2 separate regions of the Mus musculus genome follow, and region 2 is linked to region 1. The links are chromatin contacts, called in public HiChIP or PLAC-seq maps. All regions are on one chromosome and are shown on one strand. Each heading gives the region's core, a stretch centred on a gene start, on an enhancer-like site or on the middle of the called end of the contact. The rest is flanking DNA. Distances are from core to core; before and after follow the strand shown. Region 1 holds the start of Gpc6 (glypican 6). Region 2 overlaps Gpc6 (glypican 6).

Evidence for each region. HiChIP or PLAC-seq counts read pairs in DNA pulled down with a chosen protein or histone mark.
Region 2: a contact with region 1 is called in an H3K4me3 HiChIP or PLAC-seq map of neural tube, with 4 times the contacts expected there. The contact joins the enhancer-like site here to the promoter of Gpc6 in region 1. A contact is called at or near these places in 1 of 39 promoter capture datasets (the 3T3-L1 cell line), 1 of 484 Hi-C or Micro-C datasets (nephron progenitors) and 3 of 115 datasets of contacts at active chromatin or transcription factors (cardiomyocytes, neural progenitor cells and neural tube).

The regions. Positions count from the first base shown.
Region 1 is chr14:116,922,586-116,927,038 of GRCm38.p6, forward strand. Gpc6 (glypican 6) reads left to right here and starts at 2,712. Exons shown (of 9, transcript NM_011821.3): 1 at 2,712-3,510. The coding sequence starts at 3,351.
Region 2 is chr14:117,194,911-117,199,363 of GRCm38.p6, forward strand. All of the region lies in intron 2 of Gpc6 (glypican 6), which reads left to right. Among named protein-coding and RNA genes, the nearest start is that of Gm52112, 69 kb to the left of the region's middle. Within about 2 kb of position 2,086, at least 6 of the 459 cell types and tissues checked have an H3K27ac peak or open chromatin away from gene starts, as enhancers often do. A contact at or near this core is called in neural tube, where this site is marked.

The DNA of each region.
Region 1 (4,453 bases), core at 1,462-3,961:
TTTATCTTGCTTTTCAATCAGGAAAATATTTCTCAGAAATCTCATCTTAAATCACTTTAGTCAGAAATGGTTCCTCCACCCCCGCTCTACAGTATTTAATTGGACAGAAGAAGGATGGCCTGCAGTGACTTAGGTCAAAAGAGATTCTTTCCTTGGGCTGGACATGTTTCGCAAACACATTTCTCAGGGTGATTGACGGAGGATGCCTGATTGGCCTGCCACCCCTGGTTGCTGAAGACCAAGTTGTCTCACTAAGACTCAAAGTCTCTAAAGTTCTGTTTATATTTTGACCCCAAGGATTCTAAAAAACATCTGGGCTTAGAAAATGGATCGGAAACAGGAGTCTTAGTGGCCATAATCTGCGTTTCCAACAAGACCCGATGCCGGCATTTCAATAATCTTTTTTTTTTTTTTTTTTTTTTTTTGTCTATTGAACCAAACATTATATCATACAAATCCAGTCTTCAAAGCTTATCTTCACACACATTCTTCCCATTTCCCATCTCTCTAGCTTAAGCCTCAAATACCTAAAACTGGCACAATGATTCCAGTGTACCTTCTAGCCGCCTACTAAATCTCCTTTCTCTGTTTGCTTCCTCTGAATAATATTCTTCCATCTTCCTTTTCCTTACTCTGCCTGGTATAGACGTGGCAGCTGTCATTCAAGACCTTGGTCAACAGGTTTACCTAAGTCATAGATACTCTCTTATTCTCAACGGATTTCTATCACATCCCCTTCCCATTGCCATGCCTCATCAAGCTGTGGCCTCAGGTAGAATCCTGGCCTCATTCCTTTAACACCACTTCGAACAATGCCGTATTACACAATATGTGGGCTAGGCAAATGACCTAAGTCCTTGCTCTGACTAAAGTTCACAAAACAGCCCCAAACTTGTTGACCCTTCCAGTAGAATTAAGCTCATCTCTTTATGCTTGCTGAATCTGGTAATATTCTGTGTGTTAGCCTTCTTACAAGTCTACAGTGGCAACAGCTACTGACTTATAGGAGTATGGAGTGCTCGTCAAATATAAGAGGATTAGCCAAACTTCAGGTAATCATCATGACCCACCTCACTCAATGGCCTTTTTGATGCATATGTGTTTGCCAGTGTACACAACCTTTGGTGTGTGCTCAGAATTGCTATCTACCTTCTTGAAAGTGTGTGTGTGTGCGTGTGTGTGTGTGTGTGTGTGTGTGTGTGTGTGTGTGTGTGTGTGTATGTGTTTCCAGAGGCCAGAGGGGTCAGATATCTCTGGAACTGGAATTACAGGAGTTTGTTTGTGAGCCATATTGTTGGGGAGCTGAGAATCAAACTCTTGTCCTCTCAAGAACAACATGTGATCTTAACTGCTGAGCCATCTATCCCTTCAGCCCCCTGACTACCTCCTTGGAGACTGACTGCAAATGGCTTAAAGCTCCTCAACTAGACTAGACTTCTTTCTGTTCCCTGAGCGCTAGCATTTTGTATGAACTTTTGAAGATGCGACAAGCAAGCACTCTATCACTCTATAAGGAGGATGACGGGCTAAAGAGGAGTTCTTGGAAAAGAAGATGTGCTGAACAATTCCGACAGTAACGAAGGTGCCTAGGATAGAGGCAAATGCAAGGATTTAGGCTCCAGGAGTCGCTCTGGTCACCAGTCATCAGGAAACCAGCATCCTGCAGATTTATACTTCAGTACTACAGAACTAGGCCTGACCCTGTACTGACTTCTCAGGAACTGGGAGACCAGTGTCCACAAGGCCTCACTACTGGATAGCATTTCTTTTCTTCTTTTTCTGATTGGTTAGTTTCAGGAGCTGTGGGTTTCAGGGCAGACTTAAGTATATTTGATCTCTGTGCTCATTAGCGTGAAGAAAGGCTCAGGAAGTTGGTTAAACCCGAATTTTCACTTGCATCCCATTTCACAGACTTCTGAGAACTTGGGAGAAAATGTTAAGGTTATAGTGTTTGAGAGAATCTGATGAGAGAAGATTACAACACCTTGTCCCTCCTGGGGTCCTGTTTCTTGCATGGCCAGCAGCCATTGTTTTATCTTCACATGCCCTAAGCCTAGTGATTTAAGAATCCAGTGTTTTGTAGGTGGAACCTCTCTCTCTCTCTCTCTCTCTCTCTCTCTCTCTCTCTCTCTCTCTCTCTCCTTCCCTCTTTGTGTGTATGTGTGTGTGTGTGTGTGTGTGTGAGAGAGAGAGAGAGAGAGAGAGAGAGAGAGCCGACAGGAGAGGAGTAAAGACCTATGGCCCTCTATCTGTTCTTAGGAAAAAACAAAACAAAACAAAACATTAAGATGAGCCGAAAGCAGCTACCACCTAGAGAGGTGGCTTTGGCCCCGTTCCTAGGTTTCTTTTCTGCTCATTTCTTCCCTGGCTTTGTGTTAGGTACACTGGGGCAAGAGCAACAATTGGAAATGCAATATTCTTTATCTCCAGAAAAATATAGCGTGATAACATTTACTCTCCTCAAACACTTTGTCTTTTTTGGTGGTTTGTTTATATCAGGAAAGGGAACATCTCGGAAGTGTGTGGAGGCCATAAAGTGATTGAGAAAATAGGGACCTTTTGCTGGTAATCTTTCCCCTCCTGCCTAGTGGCTCGCGATCCATTCCAGGTTTTGCGGCCGACTCTGCCTCTGAATTTCGGCTGTGCACTGGGTAGCACGTTTCTCCCTCTCTCCCTCCCCTCCTTTCTCCTTCCCTCTTGCCTCCTGTGTCAGTCTCCAGGATTTTCTCTCTTCCCATTTCAAGAAGACTCTCACTGGCTCCCTCAGTCTATGTGAAGCTGAGGTTTCCCCTCGATCCCGTACATCTCCATCACATACCTCCACGCACACACCTCCCCGAGAGCCCCGCGTTCACACCCACAAACACGCGCGCTCACACTCGCGCCGGCCTGTCCATCTCCCTCGGGGTGGGGGGAGCCGGCGCGCGGTCCCACCTTCGTCGCGCACACTGGATAGGCGAGCTCGCAGCGCTCCACGACTCTGCGGCTCGGAACTCGGACCGCAGGGCTGAACACCCCTACTGTGGTGTTTAAAAAAAAAAAAAGACATTTCTTTGCCTTTTCCTCTTTTCTCCTCTTTCTCCAACGATTTTCTACCGGAGTGGCTAGCGGAGCCGGCAGCCTTCCCAAGGCAGCCCTGGTTGGCTTGCCATCCTCCATCTGGCTTATAAAAGTTTGCTGAGTGCAGTCCAGAGGTCTGCGCGGCTCGTCCCCTCGGCTGGCGGAAGGGGGTGACGCTGGGCAGCGGCTAAGGAGCGCGCCGCAGGCTCTGGCGGGCTTTCGGCTCGAGGGGCAAGGTGAAGAGCGCACAGGGAGCTGGGGGCTGCCGAGGTGGACTTGCATGTTGCACCATGCCTTCTTGGATCCGGGCTGTGATTCTTCCTCTCTCCGGGCTGCTGCTGACCCTCCCGGCCGCGGCGGACGTGAAGGCTCGGAGCTGCAGCGAGGTCCGTCAGGCTTACGGTGCCAAGGGATTCAGCCTGGCGGACATCCCCTACCAGGAGATCGCAGGTAAGCGTGGGCCCCGGGCCCGCTGCAGCCCCGAGAGGCGGCGGGGCGCCCTCTCCCTACCCCCTGTTGCTCAGTTGGTGCTCACTTTCTGCGGGTACCTCCCAGGGACCCCGCGTCCCTGCATCCAGGCGGCGGAGGCTGATCCCGTTTTTCGGGCGGGAGGAAGGTGTGCGTGCCCGCCGCCTCATTGTGTGCACACGCGGGAGCACCCTCGTCCCTCGCCCCTCTCTCCCTGCATTTGCTCCCGCGCCCTGCTACCTCCGTGGCTGGCCTAGAGCCTGGCCCGGCCGCTGGAGCAAAGGACGGTGGAGTGAGGACGGCTAGCGGAGGCAGAAAGCGGAGCCGGGCGCCCATAGCATCCCCCTCGCTGGGGCAAACTTGGGAGAACTGCGGCCGCAGTTTGCTCAGCGCCACCGTCTGAGTGGCGCCTTCTCCACTCCCGCCTTCGCGCCGGCGGGGGCGGTGGAGAGACGCGGAGATTCCCCTACTCAAGCTCTCTGCTCTCCAGGTCCTTTCCAGGGACTGGGCGCCCGGCTCCTGGGCTGGGGACGGGCCACTAAGGGGACCCATTGCTCGGGTCTCTAGGATCTGCACGTTGGAGTCCCGAGGCAGTTGGAGGAGGTGTCTTAGTACTCTGTCTGCTTCAGATTTGGGGCGGACTTTCCCATTAGGGTGCCCCAGTGCTTCCCGGACTGCGGTTGGTCACTCGGGCTGAGGAGACAACCGGGCCACCCGGCGTGGCGCCGGGTCCCGAGCATGGCCTCCCGCTCTGGCCGGCTGGTGCACGCGGAGCCAACTTAAGCAAGTGACCCGATGGGGGCGTTCGTCTCCGGGGTCTGCACTTCAGGTTCTCCGGCTCTCCTGGTCACAAGCATTCCTTCCTCCCGAGCTCTCGAGCCCCCACCCTCTGCCGGAGCAGCAACTTGCAGAGCAGCCTGGGTGT
Region 2 (4,453 bases), core at 836-3,335, 270 kb after region 1:
GCTTATTTATGCCACCTTTTAATAATCCAAGATATTAACATTCTTTACAACAAGTGTCATTCAATGACTCCTGCACACATGAATGGCTTTCTTGCCAGTGACTAATGTATTTCTTCATTTCATGGCCTGCAGGGATAATAGCAGAACTATTGGTGGCCATGCCCCTCAGTCCCCAGCCCCCAGCCCCAGCCACGTGGTAGGGTGACCCTATATGCTTTTCCCCTTTGGTGGGGTGACTATATATATATATATATATATATATATATATATATATATATATATTGCTCATTTCCTTTTGTCACATCAGTTAGACACTTTGAAAGGATTGTTCTCTTATGTAAAATTGTATTTGCTTTAAATTCATAGAAACAATAGCAATATCTGTTCTTTCTCTGGCAAAATGATGCTTGATGCTCGATACTCAGCACCGCACTATAATTCTCTGTGCTCAGAGCAGAAAGTTCTCTGTGAACTGAGTGGAAAGGTCGGCTGTTTGTCCTCCCCCGATGTAAAACCTCAAGTGTGACTTTATTCTCAGCCCTCCTTGCCCGTTGGTTTCATGTCAAAACTTGTTCTTCACATATTTCAGAAGCAGTGGAGAAACGCACCGTCATTGTCGTGTAGTTTAAGTTTACATGCAATGTTTTCTTTTTAAGTTATATAATGAAATAGAGGATTTTCCGGTAACCTTTAAAAGGCTAAATAAGTTGAGCTGTGATGATTAATGACCTTTTTTGTCTTCATAAACATTTCCTTGCCATTTAAACAAGCATCTGCACATGAAATAAACTATCTTGCCAGTGAGCCAACGTTCTTTTATTTATTTATTTATTAGATATTTTCTTTATATACATTTCAAATGGTATCCCGAAAAGTCACCTATACCCTCCCCCCCGCCCTGCTTCCCTCCCTACCCACTCCCACTTATTGGCCCTGGCATTCCCCTGTACTGAGTCATATAAAGTTTGCAATGCTAAGGGGCCTCTCTTCCCAGTGATGGCCAAGTAGGCCATCTTCTGCTACATAAGCAGCTAGAGACATGAGCTCTGGGGGGGAGGGGGTACTGGTTAGTTCATATTGTTGTTCCACCTATAGGGTTGCAGACCCCTTCAGCTCCTTGGGTGCTTTCTCTAGCTTCTCCATTGGGGGCCCTGTGTTCCATCCTATAGATGAATGTGAGCATCTACTTCTGTATTTGCCAGGCAATGGCATAGCCTCATACGAGACAGCCAAACCAGGGTCCCTTCATCAAAATCTTGCTGGTATATGCAATAGTGTCTGGGTTTGGTGGCTGATTATGGGATGGATCCCCGGGTGGGGTAGTCTCTGGATAGTCCATCCTTTCATCTTAGCTCCAAACTTTGTCTCTGTAACTCCTTTCATGGGTATTTTGTTTCCTATTCTAAGGAGGAATTTTCAACACTAAACAAAGAAGTTGATTTTCCCCTTACACTAGGTGATAAGGTCCTCAATTTCAATGTTATAATTAAATTCTTCCACTGGAATAATAAGCTTTGCAAAAATAGCACACCTTATAAGAATAAAAAGGAATGCATTTCTCTTAAAAACAGTTTCAAGACATTGATAACCATTTATATAATTGGCTATTTAACATTTCATGTAGGATAAACCACTATATATTTTTGAAAATAAACTTGCAATTCTTATTCTGGTGGAATTTTTTTTTATGTTTTCCTTGGGGAAATAAAAATATATACGGTCTTCCATACATTCTGTATTTCTCATAGGCTAATATAGCTGATCTTTGGAAGTAGAGTTGAATATGCAAGAGGTGATTTTTTTTTCTGAGTGTTTTTGAAATATACTCAGTCTAATGGAGGATCATGTGTAGAGTGCTAAGCAGTGCAGGGTGTTCATTAGCTACAACTTATAAAGGCCCTGGAGTTTGTTTTTCCCATCCTCTCATTGGAGATAGTTGCATGGTTTTCAATTAAAATCTCCATTTACATCCAGCTGGCAAAGTAAGCATCCTTTTTACCAATAGAGAGCAAAGGTCACTGACTCCCGCTTGAACAGATGGTTAAAATATATGCCCTTCCCTTCACTGTGCTGATACCTTTGAGCCACCCCGAGCAGGCCTAGGGAGCAGATTCTGAAGGGTGAAATCGCATGTGGACTTTCACCTTATTTACTGATGTAGCATCGGTAGCTGTTGGTCCAGATGCTGTAGCGGCTGTTGCTTTGTGGATTGGGATTCAGGAGCAGCTGTTGTGCTTTGCTAGAGTGTCTTTCCGAAATTCAAAATTTAATAGCCTGAGACTCTAGTCACTGAAAGCTATGCTGAAAGTTAATTTGCTGAATCCAAGTTTATTTTCTTGCCTCAGCTATGGTTTTTGATGGAGCCTCTAGTGAAGAAAATACTAAATTGGTGCCTTAGAGGTCCAAGAGGCTAAGACTGTAATGGCTACAGGACAGGCATGAGGTTTGCAGTCTAATGACTTAGCTGGGTTTGAATGGTCGCAGGTTTAAGTCCATATGCTGCAGTAAATTTTACTTGGAGATATGCTTTGAGAGTTACAAGAGAGCATGACCTACAACCTTTGGCATAGTCCCAGCTTTTAATCTATTTACCAAGCCTGAGATATTATTTTGTAGTTTTTCTGATAGATAAGTTGTTTTTATTTCTGTATTTATTCCCTTACATTGTAGAGGTCTATTTTGTTCCCAATAATTTGGAAAAAATCCCAATATTGCTCTAGGACATAGATGTCCTTACACCCAGGAGCAGGTGGACAGATTGTTCTGGTGGAGTATTTAAAAACAATGCTAAGGTGATTATAGGTATGTTAGCGAAGTAGTGGTGGAATGGGGAGGAGTTAGTAGGAGGATCGCGGATGAATATAACCAACATACATTGTATGAACGTCTCAAAGAAATAATAAAATAGTTTTAAAAAGAAATGAGCTTTCAATAATGTGAACAAGATCCTGTAATTGGAAGTAGTCAACAGGAGGAATTAATTTGTCCCATACTCTACCACTGTGGTCCTCCAAAAAGGAGCAAAAGTCATAGCACCTTGAGATGGAGTATTTCAACTCTTTTTCAATTGCACTGAGGAGTTCAGGCCCCTATAATCACCCTGTGTTTCCATCCCCTAATTCCTGGACTCGCAGTTTTGTAAATAGATTTATAGTTTTACTTGTCAGAGTTTTGTGAATAAGTCTAAGTTCTCTCATTCTGACGTGGACAAGATTGTAAGTGATGGAGTTAACTGTAGGAAGGATGATAGCTTGAACTTGCCCTTTCCACACCAAAAAGCATACAGGTGTAGGTGCCACGAGTGTAACATGAAAGTTGAGGGAAGTAACTGCAACTGAAAACACTAGTCATCAGAAGCAATCCATTCCACCAGTCTATAATCTATTCTAATTTAACTAGCATCTCTACAGATAGCCAGAGTTCCAGAACTGGAGGGGGAAAAAAACTGGTAATAGTAAGGCTACATATAGACTATTGAACCTTGAGAGACAATAGACTGTGTACTGAGGATAGAGCAAAACTCACAGTGAAAGCTTCAAGCTGAAGTCAAGGGTCTCAGAAACCAGATTGGTATACCAGGTTCCTACAACCAGATCAGCAAGTTTGGGCCCAAAGAGTAGAAATTTCTTCATTTCTACAGACAGAAAAGACCACTGCAGGATGTTAATCTGATGTTAAGTAGTATCATGCCTAGTGGGAACACTAGAATTTCTCAATTAATGATAAGCTCCTGCCAAATGCAAAGACAGGTCTTGCTATCACTATGAAATAATAAAAATATCAATATTGTGACTTTGCCATGCTTGTATTTGATTGCATAAGATAAATAGTTGAGGATTCACCTTATTCGTAATAAACAATGATAATAACATTTTTATATATTCTAATTTTGTTTTAAATATGGAGGCAATGCTTGTGTGAATATTTGTCTATTTGCACATATATGTATATTCACATAAAAGTGTTTGTTTATGAGGTATACTTAGTTATAACTTTCAGGCTCCTGGTGATGATGTATTTAATTTGAGAATGGAATATTTTGTATGAGAACAAAAGACATTTATTATATATTTTATCTTGTAGGTTTTACATATTTCTTTACATAAAAGAGTTTTCTATTGAAATGATACTAGTATAATTGTTCCTATAGAAAAAAAAATGAAAAGCTATTGATGCTTTAGCCCAGTGCTTTATGCAGGAGACAGGATTTTAAAGTCGTACTGTTTTTATGACCCTCACATTCCATCTCAAAGTGACCATGCTCATGTCAAGATCGATGAAAAAACATTTCTCATTTCAGCAGAGTACGTTCCATTCCCTTGTCTCCTGAAGAACACTTTCTACCTTCTAAGAACTGAATGGCTTTGACATTTGGATATTGCAATTTTTTTTTTTGCAAATAACATTTTGTCACATGAATTACTTCTAGGAAAATGGCAGTGCAGTGTTTAAA